2 separate regions of the Mus musculus genome follow, and region 2 is linked to region 1. The links are chromatin contacts, called in public promoter capture Hi-C maps. All regions are on one chromosome and are shown on one strand. Each heading gives the region's core, a stretch centred on a gene start, on an enhancer-like site or on the middle of the called end of the contact. The rest is flanking DNA. Distances are from core to core; before and after follow the strand shown.

Region 1 (7,348 bases), core at 1,723-4,222:
AGTTGTGAGCTGCCTAACATGGGTACTAGTAATTGAACCCATGTCCTCTGGTAGATCAAGCAAGCTCTTTTAACTTTGAACCAAATCTCCAGTCCCCCATGCCTAAATGTTAACAGTCTGATTGGGAAACTGGTATTCCCATTTCCTTAGATTGGCCCAGTTATCACTTTTTTCCAGCTTTATCAAGCAGAAGTATAAAGTGCCACAGTTAATGTTCCGGGGGAAGAGCATCCTTCCTGTCATGGAAGAGAAACTTCTCCAGCCACACAATAGGAAAGCATAAGTCCAGGCAAGGTCAGCCATATAAGAGGTCAGTTGTCATAGAAGGTTATGTACTGTGATTCATAGCTGTAATCCAACTGTTTAGGAGGATTCTTCTTAGTGTGAGGTAAGCTGGAGTATGTACATAGCGTAAAATCTCACTCAACGTAAAATTAAAATGCTTGCCTTGCATATTGATAGAAAACAGTTGAGTTTTATTTGCCTATCTCATGAGGAAGCATCTTGAACTAACATAGTATTATAATTAGTATGACATGGATTAATTTGAGGCCTGTTCTGCATGACTCTGGCTTTGGTTTGGAAGCTGGGTTCTAAGTGGAGAGGAGACCTCTTTAGACTCCTACAGAGTTCTGACCTCCATTTGTTTGCTTTTGATGCTTAGTCCAAACCAGTTGCGAGTCAGAGGCCTTGTCTCCTAACCATGTGCTTTATTGCTGAGCTGACCCAGCTGCCTTAATCTCTTAAAATATCTTAATCAAAATGTATGGCTTCTGTAGTACATAGACTAAAATTGGAGTGATGCTGAGATTAGCATGATGCCTGTGCAAATATACCAATTTCATGAATTTCATAATATAATTTTAATATTGTGGCTTTTAAGTCTTTCAGAATTTCATTCATGTGTGCAACATATTTTGACTATATTCTCCCTCTATTCTCTTTCTCCAAGTCCCAGGGTTCCTCCCAGGGTTCTCCCTTTATATCTCCCCCCAATTTCATGTCTTCTTTTTTTAATTTTATTGAGTCTAATTAGTACTACCCATAGGTGCATAGCTGTGAGCTATCTATTGGTGAATAGACCACCAGCCACAGTCCCAAAGAACTCTCCCAGTAGCCACAGTTCCATATTTATTAAAATAAGTAAGTAGGTAATATATTATATATACATATACAATTTTTAGTCACCTTCCTTTCTCCTCCTCTTGTTATCACTAAACTTGGGAGAGCTTTCTGTGAATAATTTCTTTCAAATCAAGTGTATCTCTCAAGAGCCTGGTTTTTTAGTAACTTTGATTAATTTTCTTTAGTATCTTACATGTCAAAGTCAGGTAATATAGAGGTTATTTAAGAGTCTGGGCTTTGAAAATCTCTGATTTTAAGTCCTAATTTTATTAGCTGTTATCTCTGAGGTCTGAGGCCCAGTCCATAACTGGCTGAACTTCAGCCTCCTCATCTGAAACATGGCAGTAATGATAATGTCACTTCCCAAGGTTTGAAAGTAATAGTTTTTGCTTGAAAATTTGCGGATCTGGCTTGGATGTTTTGTGCTTTTTAAAGAACCAGCCATAGTACAGAGTTCTGAATTTATTTTCTTTCTTTCTTTCTCTCTTTCTCTCTTTCTTTCTTTCTTTCTTTCTTTCTTTCTTTCTTTCTTTCTTTCTTTCTTTCTTTCTCTTTTTTGTTTTTTGAGACAGGGTTTCTCTGTGTAGCCCTGGCCGTCCTGGAACTCACTCTGTAGACCAGGCTGGCCTCGAACTCAGAAATCCTCTGCCTCCCAAATGCTGGGATTAAAGGTGTGGGCCACCATGCCTGGCTGAATTTTCTTGTTTTTAAATTTTTAAAAAATTATACAGATGACATTTTTTCTTCAGACCCATCATTTCTCTCACTTTTCAGTGTCCCTTGTACAGTTGTGTGCTAAACTGCTGCTGCCGCTGCTGCCACTGCCATAATGTTAAAGAAAGCTGCTGTGTGGGTGGCACACAGGCATTGCCCTCCCCCTCCCAGCCACCCAGGACAACTATAGGTCAGAGCCTTAGGTTTGAAGCCTGGTCATATGGTACATCAGGTCATATGGTACATTTTGGAGTGCATTCTAGTTGTTGGGCATAGATCATGGTAAATTAAGTTTGCAGTTTCAGAACTCCTGTCAGGATGAAGGAGCAGAACCAGTGTTTACCCTCATTTCCTCTGGACAGTGTAGAATGTTAGAGAAAAATTTCATCTCTGGGTTTGCTAGTAAGCAGATGTTTCATGTCTGATAACCCAGTTTCTTTGTTGCTCTGTAATTATGTGATCCTGGTAGAGAAAGACGAATTGTTGGTTTCCTGGGTGTAAGGATTGCATGTTTGGTTGGCTTTGGTCCTTTTGTTTGTTTTGTTTTATTTTCATCAGGGTTGCCGTGAGTTGATTTCATGTCAGTTCCCATTTCACTTTTCTAGTTTGTAGTGTGAACCTCATGTTCTACTCCTTCACCTCAGAATCAAGTTTTAAAGTTGCTTCATGAGTGGAGATTAGGCAATAAGCCTGCGAGAGTTCATGGCAGCCTCCTTCCTATAGGACAAGGCTGCAGGTTGGCTCTGCTTTTCATAGGCTCTAGGAACAGTTCAGCTAGACTGCTGTTAAAGTTATAAGCAGGATTGGAGGTTTTCAAAGGATATAAACTGCTTTGTGTGGAGCAGCTCCTAACAAATCAGGCCTAAAGGCAGCCTCCTAGACTGTTGGACTGTGGGGCTGAGGTCTTTGTTTCTGTGGTTGACTGCAGTGAAGTTTCTCAGAGCATACTGGCCCTACCTTCAGACCTGTGGCAGCCCTTATGACCTCGGTCACCAAACCACTTCAGGGCTTTATTTTTATCCTGGCCTTTGGTTTTAAGATAGGAGGTTGGTTTTTTTCCTCTAAAGTTCTCTGGGGAAGAAACAGTGCCAGGGTGCAGTAGAGGCTGGTTAAACACCAAAACCACACTCTTCGTGTTTCTGGGCTTGAGACGTGACATAAGCTGTGCCACAAACACCAGCTTCCACGCTATGAAGAAGCTTCCGTTCATTCGCTTGTTTTGTACTTTTAGACAAGTAAAATGGTGTAGGAGGCAAATGTGCCCCTTCCCAGACACCACTAGATAGAATGCTAAGAGGGGACATTTTAAAAATCCAGCATTTTCCAACTTTAGTTTTTTCATCTTCTCCAAGGGTAATGGTGAGAACTCTCACAACTTACTAGGTCTCAGGAAGCCAGATTACCAACATATCCTGTTCGCGTGCATGTGTGTGTTCTGTTACCCACAGGCCACTTTCCACCCCACATGACCTTCAGTTACCATCCGGAAAGTCGGACCCAGATACCAGTCAGAATTTCCAAGCTTTGGTTTAATTTAGACATTTTAGAAATAGTAATGACAGTAATTGTAAAGAGAAGTCACTTGAGTAACATACAGAACAAGTATAAACAATACATCCTGAAGGAGGAAGGAGTGAGGTGGTGCGCTTTTCCAGTAATGTGCTTAAAAGTTAGCATTCAGGCCGGGTGGTACGCACGCCTTTAATCCCAGCACTCGGGAGGCAGAGGCAGGCGGATTTCTAAGTTCGAGGCCAGCCTGGTCTACAGAGTGAGTTCCAGGACAGCCAGGGCTACATAGAGAAACCCTGTCTCGAAAACCAAAAAAAAAAAAAAAAAGAATAAAAGAAAAAAAAAGCATTCAGAAGAAAACATGAAGCAGCTAAAATGTTCAGAGGAAGAGAAAGTAATCAGAGAACAATTTGGTTACAAATCAAACACATTTTTAAATTTTGGGGTCTTAATTTAAATTACTTTTTTATTTTTCCATTTCGTGTGTGTGTGTGCTCGCGTGCCTATGGAGGTCCAAGAACATCTTCTGGGAGTTGGTCTCTCTTTTTGTCACGTGGGTCCCAGGGATTGAACTCAGGTTGTCAGGCTTAGGGCAAGCCTTTGTCTGCTAACCTGTCTTCCCAGCCCCAATTCTTAGGTATTTAAACTTTTGTTATTTAAAAAGTATTTTTAGAGATTTAAAAAAATTATTTGTAGTTGTGCATATATGGGTATGGATATATATATATATATATATATATATATGTATATATATACATATATGTACACACACACACACACACACACACACACACACACACACGATGAGTCCAGATGCTGGCGAGGCCAAGAGGTATCAACGATCCTGGAACTGGAGGTGTAGGAAGTTATTAACTGCCAAATATGGGTGCTGGGAACCAAATTTGGGTCTTAACATCTGAGCCATTTCTCTAGTCCCATTAAATATTTTTAAATGAATTTTATGTGTATGGGCATTTTGTTTGAATGGCCAGAATAGGGCATCAGAGTGTCTGGAACTGGAATTACACACTCGTGTGAGCCACCAAGTGGATGATAGGATCTAAACCTAGGTTGTCAATAGCCAGTAGTCTTAAGTGTGAAACCAGTTATTATATATATTATTGACAGATCATGGTCACACATGCCTTTAATTTTGCCAATACAGAGGCAGAAGCAGGCAGATCTTTATGAGTTCAAGGCCAGCCTGGTCTTTGTATCAAGTTCCAGGCCATCCAAGTATACACGATGAGACCCTGTTTCAACAAAGAAATACACATTATATTATGTATATTATTTTATCGAAGTTGTTCATAACATAGTACTATACTTTATTTTACTTTTTTAAAGATTATTTGAACACAGAGATCTGCCACCATGCCCAACACATCTTTATTATTAATTTGTATGTGTGAGTAGCATAGGGGTGTGTGTTTGTGTGTGTGTATTTGCAAGGGTGCTACTTGTCCTGCCACTTTCCATCTTAATCTTTTATGGTTTCTCTGTAAACATGAAGCCCATATTTTATTAGTCAGCAAGCCCTAGTGCCCTCCTGTTTTCTTTCTTTCTATCACTTGGGCTACAGACATTTACAGGCTCATGCTCAGCATGTTATGTGGGTACAGACATGAGTGTGACCTTTGGTCCTTAGACTTTACAGGAAACACTTTTACCCAGTGAGTCTTCTCTTATCTCATTGCTTGATCCAGATGAAGTTGTTTATGCTGTCCATGCTAGTTTTAAATTAGTTTAAAATTCAGGCTTCCCCCAACCACCAATTCTTTCCTCACTGTCCTAGAAGCTGGGAGGGATCAAAGCAGTTAAGGTTGAGGGCCTTCTTATAAGACACTGCTAATGAAGGTTTTCGCACTCTTGTGATCACATAATCCTGTGTGTTTGCCACTTCAGGATCCATATCATTCCTGGCACTACCAGCTAAGTGCCATTAGTGATCCCCTCATATTTTCAAACACTCTCTGGGAGGAAGAGTGCTATTCCACTTAAGAATTATGAATTTGGGGGCTTGATGATATTAAAAAAAAACAAAACCCACCTTGTTAGATTTCTTCCATCATTTCCTCTTAGAGAAACTGCCTTGTGGTTTGATCTTCATAGAATAAGTCAACAATAGGGAGAATTAGAGTATCTGGTAGAAAAGGGAACATGCCTAGTAGAGTTTTAAGGAAACCATTTATTGAGTGCATTGTCCAGTTGCCTATTTTAGAGTCAGTGAGACTGATTTATAACTTATGAAAAGTTTGTTTTGATGTTACTCATACTTTAAAAAGCTTGTTCCTCTCTATGTGAGAAGTTGCTGTCTTTGGCCTTAGTGTCCAGATGATGTTGAAGATTGTGGGAATTTGTATGGTATATTTGAGAGAGTTGTTCAAAGCCAATGTAAAGATATAGTTTTGGCATCTCATGAATAACCTGATATCCTGACTTAAGCCAGAACTCTGGCATTAGAGAATTTCCAGCATGGGAGAATTGACTACGAAAAGTCCTCCTCTGGCTCCTTACCAAGTTAGACAAGGGAGCAATCAGCTGCTGAGTTGCAGCCAGCTGGCATGTTTGTGAGGGTGTACTATAAATTGTCCCTTAGGATCTAGTTTTTGAAGAGCCTTCCAATAAGAGTGAGTCCTGTACATTGGACCTGTGAGTCTGCAGCTGTGATGTAGGAAGGACTATACAGTAACACTGGCTGTTGTGTGGGTAGGAAACTGCACCAACCTTCATGTGTCCCGTGTGGCCTTTCTCATGGTTTCCTATACTGGTTTTGTTTCTGCCCTTTCTCTTGGGGGGGATATATCCATAGTTCTCTTGTTCTGCATTCTTTCCCTTCTCTTAAACATTGCAGAACTTCATCTGTCTACTTTGTTTTCACTGTTTTGGATATGATGTTTCAGCTAAGATGAAGACTATGAAATAGTTGTTTTCTTGGCTCATATTCTTTCTCCAGTCTGTGGACTGTTTTTGGCTCCTGAGGGATACTCTGGGTTTTTCCCATTTTGGAAGCTTTTTATTTTACTCATAAATATTTAATATTGAAGTTACTGCTCCGTTTTATCCTCCTGAGAATTAGTGTATAGACTCTAGATCAGAAGGAATTAAAAAGATCCAGATCTGATGCATTATAAAGTATTATTAACAACACTTCTATTTTTAAGTGTCTCCATGATTTTTAAATTGTTTTTTATCGTGGATCTAAATGTATTAAGCATCTAATATAGGAACCATTAGACATCTGTCTGTCATTTATGCCTATAATTGCCATATTGTATGTAACTGATACAGCTATGTAACTGACATATTATATTGGTCACTGGTAGTATTACTTACTCATTTGTATTTGGTATACACTCACCTTACATTAAAACGAATAATGATTTTTGTGCTACATGATGCCACCTGTGGAAATTATGGTAGAAATTTTTCATGTTTTCAGTGCTATAAAATTAGCTAAGTGCATTTATGAACTTATTTATAGAGTAATTTTTTAATTGTAGAGAGGTTATAGCTCAACTAAACTGGTAACTTCCTCTAATAACTATAAAGAACTTGCTGGAATGTATTTTGGGTGGTAACTTTACTACTGATGACCTCTTTATCCTCCCACTCCAACTCCTCTTCCTTTTCTAAAATCTATTTTGTCTTCTGGCACACCTTTCTATGTTGCCTTAAATAACTGCCTTTATAATTTTATATTGGCATTTTTCTTTTTTTCCTTTTTGACCTATTTATCTAGTTATAAAAACTATTTTAGGGTTAATTAATATTTTCTGAGAGATTCAAATTTTCCTCCTTGTTCAGATAATCTCTACAGATTTTTTTTGGGGGGGGGGTTCGAGACAGGGTTTCTCTGTGTAGCCCTGACTGTCCTGGAACTCACTCTGTAGACCAGGCTGGCCTTGAACTCAGAAATCTGCCTGCCTCTGCCTCCCGAGTGCTGGGATTAAAGGCGAGCGCCACCATGCCCGGCTCTTTCTACAGATATTAAGCTAGT
Region 2 (7,348 bases), core at 2,543-5,042, 190 kb after region 1:
AGAAGTAGATGAATATCTTGAATTTCAGGCCAGCCTGGTATATAGAGGGAGTTCCAGGACACCCAAGGCTACACAAAAAAGTCCTGTATCAAAAAGAACAAAACAAAAAAATTAAAAACTAATGAAAATGAGAAATATCATTTTTCTCTTAAAAGACAAGGTTGGTTGGGCCTGGGGAGCTCCTCACTGGGTACAGCACTCACTCCTCAAGCATACTGAGTCAGAGTTCCCAGCATCCACATAAAAAGCAGAACATGTCTACAGAATGCCTGTAACCCTAGCCTGAGGGGAAGGGCAGATCAGGTGGACCCTGGAAGTCCTCTAGCCAGCTAGCCTTCCTGAAACACCAGGTTTCCACTTTAGAGAGACCCTGTATCTGACAAAGTGGAAAACCATGGAGAAAGATACCTGGATGTCTTGCTGTAGCCTTTGTATATGAATGCTTGGGCACATGTATCCCTAAACTCACATATCTAACATGTGCACCAAAAATGAGAGTTCCAATCTGCTGTCCAGTCTGGCCTCAAACTCAGATGAATTCAAGTGATCCTCTTGACTGAGTCTCCCAGGTAAGTTAAGATTGCATAGATCTGTGCCCAGCTACTGTTAGTCTCACAATAAAAATTAATACTCCTGGGACTAAAGAGATGGCTCAGCAGTTAAGATCATATAACTGTACTTCCAGAGTATCCATGTTCAGTTCCAGCAACCATAGGCTCACAACCGCCAGCAGCCCCAAAACCTGTGGCCCCCGTAGGTACCTACACACATGTGCACACACATGTATACACATAAATAATAAATAATAAAAAAATAAGTTCTTAAAAAGCAGTAAATATTCCTGCCCCTCCTTCTTCCTATTTCTCGTTCCTGATGTCTGTGATGCCTACTTAGATGCACAGAATGTAAGAGAGAGTTGTACAAGAGAGAGTAGAAATTGTCATTGTCATTACTAATTTGTGTCAGGCACAAAGTTAGGTACTCTGTGACATGCAAGGTGATTGTGAAAGTTTGCCATGTTATAAAACCTCTCATTTGTGGTAATGATATTACTGTCTCCAGAATAATAAGGAATACAGACCCTGGGTGAGTCCATCCCCTTTGAAGGGAGGAAGCAACCACACTGTGTATGGGTCTTCTAAGCAGAAGAAAGATTTAAAGCCTCTACTTGGTGTGGTGGCCCTGTTTCATGATCTGCTGTGCACCATCTGTGTCAGCCAATTGCATTGCATTTTTGTCTGTGTAATTTTGTGTCTCTGTTTTCAGTGGGTTGGCATTGTAAAATCATCCCCTTTAACTTGTAAAAGAACCTTCCTAGAGACACAACCCATCAGCTACCTCAGCTACTGCATACCATGTCTCTTTCCCAGTTGTCTGTCAGTTTGCTCCTGTTGCTCAGAGATAACTGGACACTTAGCACTTTTCCTAAACTGGAGTTATTTCTCTCTTGCACACTTGATGGTCCTCATTGCTGCAAGTCTGATTTGGAGTATCTACTCTTTTTCTTTATTTTTAAGTCTTTTTTGTGCTTGCTCGTGTGTTTGCTTATTTTGGGGTTTGGTTTTGTTTTCTTTTTTTTTTTTTATTAGTTATTTTCCTCGTTTACATTTTCAATGCTATCCCAAAGGTTCCCCATACCCACCCCCCCAATCCCCTACCCACCCACTCCCCCTTTTTGGCCCTGGCGTTCCCCTGTACTGGGGCATATAAAGTTTGCAACTCCAATGGGCCTCTCTTTGCAGTGATGGCCGACTAGGCCATCTTTTGATACATATGCAGCTAAAGACAAGAGCTCCCGGGTACTGGTTAGTTCATATTGTTGTTCCACCTATAGGGTTGCAGTTCCCTTTAGCTCCTTGGGTAATTTCTCTAGCTCCTCCATTAGGGGCCGTGTGACCCATCCAATAGCTGACTGTGAGCATCCACTTCTGTGTTTGCTAGGCCCCGTGGTTTTGTTTTCTTGAGACAAGGTCTTGCCGAGGATGATCATGAGCCCCTGGTGCTCACCTCACACCACTCTGCCCTAGGACTGTGTCCCACCTCCCACCTCTCTGCCCTAGGAGTGCCTACACTTTCCCAGGGTGGCCCAGGCTGAGCTACAGTGGAGGGCTCCTGTGGAACTCTCCTTCCGGGTCAGTACATTTGAGTCCAGGCCAGGGCTGATCTGTCTGAATCTTAGCATTCCAGTTCCCCCCCTCACTCCCACCAGAGGCTTCTGCAGCTTTTTACTCGTACAAACAAAAATAAATGACACTACCGGCCTCTGAACTCCACAGCAGCATGCTTCCCCTTCTCCCTGAGCGTCCCATGGCTGTGAGTGGGGACTTGGCACTCTCCCCATCTACATCACTTTTTCACTCCCTGCGCATCCTGTGTCCTTCTCTCACCGTGCGACCCAGAGATCAGAATGGGACGTGACGGCCGGCACAGGCGCCGTGCACAGCTGCCAGGAATCTGACGGGTAAAATCTGGAAAAGTTGGGAGGGCAAATGCTAAACACACACAGCGCCACTCAGAAAGGGCCGGAAACACAGACACCCATCACAGAAAGCCTGACTCCTAAGCTCTTCTTGATCTGTCATTGTTTTTATTGGTACTGAACTAATCTTGTGACCCAGGTATTAATCCCCTTACCTGCTAAGCCCACTGGCACCCCAAAAGAAGAGAGAGCAACTTTGTCTAATCTCCTGAGACTCCATGAGGGCATGTGGGGAACAGGAAGCAGTTGTGTGGTGACTCACTGGGCAGAGCCAGGTTAGGGGAAGTTGTCTGCAGGCGTCCCTGAGACCGGATGAGGGCAGCCCAGCTCTGACCACCACACGCAGCTTGGCCCTGTCCCATTCCCAGGGAACCATCTGCTACCTCTTTGAGAGGCTATGGCCAGTTCACCTTTCTGGCCACAGACCATAGCTCTAGGTACCCAAGGAAATCAAGCTTCCCCAAACCTTACTCTAGGTTTTACATCTATCCTGTCTTCAAACGCCATGCTGCTCCCCAGCCTGCCTTGGCTGTCTGACTTACCACTAGCATATAAGGTGGCATGAGCCTGGTCTTAGGAACCCATTGTTCATCCAAGGTGAAAAACGACAGTTATCAGCATTCTTAATGGAAGTCTAACCAGGACTGCATGTCATTTCTCCAAGTAGGAAAACAGATGTAAGAGAGAGAGAGGTGGTGCTTCCTTAATTAAGACTATGGTTCCTGTCACTATAGGTGCTCATGTCTCCTGTCATCCACCAGTCATGTGGCAGAACTTATTATGTCCTCTCTCCCACAAAAACAACAACAACAACAACAACAACAAAAAACATATTTGAACAGGGCTTCAGAAAGAGCATTCTGGTCGATTTGTATGGAGGACAGAAGCCTGGGGGAGGGGAGCTACTTCTTGGCATAAAGGGCAGCAGAGTATCTGCTGGACCTGAGCAGGACATTTTCCTGTTCTTCTCAATGCCCCCACCAAGATTAGTAGAATGTGTGTTACTGTCCTTTTGCCAGTGCTCTGGGAATGACAGTGACCGAAAGCCCCTGGGAAGGTGGCTGACACTTTCCCCTTGTGAGGTGAGAACAGTTGGAGGGTTTCAGCAGACAGGGCCTCTTGGCCAAAACTTCTCATGCTGCCACTGTCCCGTGGCCTGTGTCTTCACCAACTGTGGTGGCAGTGGCAGCAACAACTTACTCATAGGGAAAGGTCTCTGGTAGGTCACCGAGAAGCCACCCCCATCCTTTGAAGGCATGCCCTTTCAGTTTTACTGTCACCCTAGTGAAGCCTAAGCAACCTTCTTGCTAACTGTTGGTGGCCAGGCCCAGCACCGTGGGCCCCATCTCAGTTGGCACGCACATACACTTCCTCTGTACTGTTTCTGGGTCTGTCTCCTTGTGGTTGCTATGTTTCAGAAGACCATAAGAGGGAGTGAGGGGACTGAGACTGACCCACCTGCTTTTCTGGATTCCCCTTGGTACCGGCTAGCTCCCTACATAGTCTGCCAGAGCAGATAAATTTCAGCCAGTCAATTTGCTTTCTGGCTATGATCCTCAGAGGAAATAGCACAATAATAAATATACTCTGTAGAGACAGATATACCCTAAACCTGTCCCATCAGGTCACTGCTACCCATGTAAGATTGCCAGACCAGAAGACACTGGGTGCTGCAAATGTTCACAGAATTCCACAGAAATGGAAAAGCCTATAACACAGATAGTCCCTGGCTTGTGGGCTTCTGGGGCTGACAGAGGTTGGTACACAGGCCTGCTGGTGGTAATTGGGGTAACTGTTGAATAATATGAGGTGGAGTGCTTTAAATTTTCATTATGGCACTTCAGTTTGTACTGGGATACAGCACAATTATGAAATCCTTAGTATCCTAGAGGACTTTCCTGAAGAGCCTAAGACAAAAAGCCCTGATGCCAAAGGGAAAATGAAGGTAGGACAGTGTTACTTGTTCAGAGTTCTTGTGGTAAAGAGTTAAAAGTAGAGCAAAAAAGCTGGGGGTGGTATGCCTTTAATCTCAGCAGAAGGTAGTGGCAGGCAAATCTCTGTGAGTTCAAGGCCAGCCTATGTACATATCAAGTTCCAGGACAGCCATAACTACATTTAGGAAATGCTGTGCAAAGCAAGGACAGGTGGTATAGCTATGATCTGATTGTTGTTCTCTGTGGGCTGGGCCATAACTTCCTTCTTTATGGATTTCTGCTGTAGAAAATGATAAGTAGCATTCTGCTAATACCCAGTTTTTAAAAATGTTTTTTACATTGTATGTGTGCACATGTATATTTGTAGGAGTCGAATCTTGTCAGTTCTTCTTTTTTTAAAGACAGGATCTCACTATGTAGTTCTGGCTAGTCTGGAACTCACAGAAATGAGTGTTTCCTCTTTCTGAGTGTTGGAACTTTAATTCCAACACTCTGCCATGTGTATATACTTTTAAAATTCAGATTTTATGTTAATTTCATTAGGATTGGAGTAGGTGGATGGTTGAAATGCACAATGAAGTGAGTTGGAATCACAAATTCTAGGGTTGTAGGTAGAGTGCTAACGTACTGAAGCCCTGGATTTGATACTCAGTACTGCATAGAACCAAGTATGAGTCTGGGCCAGCTTATGAGACCCTGTCTCATTTTAGACAGGGATAAGGAGGAAAGGAGGGAGGGGGAGGGAGGACTCTGATCTGAGTATTCAAGTGTTCGGATTGAGAACTACCCTGTAAGTGCTGCCTGTAATATGTGACTCTCCTTTCCTGGCCTAGTTACTTCCTCCCTTCTTACCTTTATGATCCTCTCAGAAACATGTTTTTAATATCATCAGTCTCCTTTCTCACTGACAGCTAGCATTTAGTGAGACTTCAGGCCTGGGCCATTTGGTCTGTGTGGATTTTGATTATACTGCTTAGCTCAGCCTGAAGGTCTGTCCCTCAGGCCTAAGGGGTGGCTGTGCCTCTGGAGGGGGAAGAGATGTGTGGGGGCAGGATGCTTACACACTGTTGAGTCAGGGGCCTGGCTCATCCGCCTGCTCACTCTCTTGCTCCCTCATATTCTGTGTCCCTGTAGGCTGTTTTGGAAGACCAGAGTCAGATGAGGCAGATGGAGCTGGAGATCAGACCCTTGTTCCTCGTACCAGATACCAACGGCTTCATTGACCACCTGGCCAGTCTGGCTCGGCTGCTGGAGAGCAGGAAGTACATCCTGGTGGTGCCCCTCATCGGTGAGCTGGGCGGGAGGACAGAGCAACCCTAGACATGCACAGCAGCCCCCTCTATACATGCCCAGAGCCAGGCAGGCTGACCTGGCTGTGCATGTGTAAGACAGGATTTGCAGAGAATGCGTGGGGCAAGGAAAATTGTTTAATAATCAGAGTAGTTCAAATTATTATGGCTGATCCATGGCTTAAACTGCTTGAGCAAATGGACTCCTGTGTCCCAGCAACCAGCGGCTGCATGAGCCCAGCCCTTGTTTTTTCCTTATAAAGCTTGCAGTAAAACAGCAAAGCTGGTTCCCGTTATTGGTAAACACTCAGCCCTGGCAGATAACGGCAGTGCTGCTGGGTGGTCTGGCAGGGAGGCTGGGAGGATTTTGAAGTGGTTAGATGCCTTTGGTCTGATTGTCTTGTAGCTTTTCATGATCATTCTGTTGGTTCGAGGTAACATTCTTCTGGCCAATGTCACCCTAAGGCCAGACTGACAGGAACCCTTTAGAGCAAGACCTTTGGCTCACGTCTTTCAGTTCCTACCACTTGGGCCATTGGTACTGGTTAGCATCTTGAAGTCCAGCAAGCCTGCTTTTCCTAGCTGAGTGCTCATGGGAGATTACTGGGTACCCCTAGTTCTTAAGCTGAATGGTAGGTCAGCCTCTGGTTGTGCTTTGATCTCTGAGTACCTGTCAAATACAGCTAATGTAGCTACTGCAGCTGATGGCTGTCCTATGGGGGGAAGGGGTGTGTACGATGATTGCAAAGACAAGGATCTTTAGTATCCCTCTGCCAGCAGCCATTTGAAGTAAGTTCGAGAACACTATTCTCTGAAAAAGGCACTAGACTGGCAGTCTGCCTGACAGGCCACCTCTGACATCCATGCCAAGATGTTCCATTGGGCCTTCCCTCCCAGTCCCAAGTGTCTTAGTGCCAGATGGGGGTGGAAACAAAGGGCAGGAAACATCCGCCCCTGCAGAGCCTGTAGAACCCTGGGGGGTTGTGGGAAACACGTTAGCACCACCTGAGAATGTTGGCACTGAAGCAGTCCTCCTCCCTCCCTGTCTTCCTTCCCCCTCCCCATGTGGCCTGGACAGAAGCTCTTAAACCCAGGCCCTTAGACCTAAGGGAAGGTTTGCTCCACTTCAAAAGAAGAGCAGCTTCTGTCATAAGGCCGAGCACCAGAGCCACACAGTGCCCTGAGCTTTCCACTGCCCTTCTGAGTGAACTGACTTACAGGCCATAGCACTGCACCTTCCTCCTAGGAGGTTTTTAGTTAGGAAAAAGAAAGTCGATTGGTCACTTTTGTTAGCTGGTCTGCACTTGGTATAACTGAGAAAGCTCACTGGTGTCTCAAGGAGGCACCTGCGAGTGGGAACATCCCTCTTCTGCCTTCCTATGCTAGCAGTCACCGGCGCTGCCCTGCTCCTCGTGTGCGCTTAGTCTCTTCGTTCCTAATAATTACAGGAAAAAGTCAGATCTGTGGCCCTTGGCCCTAAAGAGCTTAAGTTTGATAAAGAAATTTAGATTTGGTAGGAAAGGGATAAATGCTAGAGGATATATTTCAGAACATAGTGAGCCTAAGGGTACTAGCAACCGACCGATGCATTGCAGCCACACAGACTAGACACTGACCCTGTATCAGCTGGGCAGATCCCTATATTT

The links. Capture Hi-C pulls out chosen DNA fragments and counts their contacts.
Region 2: a promoter capture Hi-C map of adipose tissue shows a contact between it and region 1. The contact joins two enhancer-like sites. A contact is called at or near these places in 3 of 39 promoter capture datasets (cancer-associated fibroblasts, embryonic stem cells and neural stem cells), 5 of 15 datasets of contacts at CTCF or cohesin (CD8 T cells, the NIH/3T3 cell line, embryonic stem cells and 1 more), 80 of 484 Hi-C or Micro-C datasets (the AML12 cell line, B cells, the C2C12 cell line and 52 more), 35 of 115 datasets of contacts at active chromatin or transcription factors (CD4 T cells, CD8 T cells, the HPC-7 cell line and 24 more) and 4 of 9 other capture datasets (adipose tissue, embryonic stem cells, liver and 1 more).

What each region holds. Positions count from the first base shown.
Region 1 is chr11:74,957,184-74,964,531 of GRCm38.p6, forward strand. The region is part of intron 8 of Smg6 (Smg-6 homolog, nonsense mediated mRNA decay factor (C. elegans)); the gene reads left to right. Among named protein-coding and RNA genes, the nearest start is that of Srr, 35 kb to the left of the region's middle. Within about 2 kb of position 2,973, at least 73 of the 459 cell types and tissues checked have an H3K27ac peak or open chromatin away from gene starts, as enhancers often do. A contact at or near this core is called in B cells, CD8 T cells, the MNK3 cell line and 10 more, where this site is marked.
Region 2 is chr11:75,150,614-75,157,961 of GRCm38.p6, forward strand. Smg6 (Smg-6 homolog, nonsense mediated mRNA decay factor (C. elegans)) reads left to right here. Exons shown (of 19, transcript NM_001002764.2): 16 at 5,548-5,701. Among named protein-coding and RNA genes, the nearest start is that of Hic1, 16 kb to the right of the region's middle. Within about 2 kb of position 3,793, at least 107 of the 459 cell types and tissues checked have an H3K27ac peak or open chromatin away from gene starts, as enhancers often do. A contact at or near this core is called in B cells, CD8 T cells, the MNK3 cell line and 10 more, where this site is marked.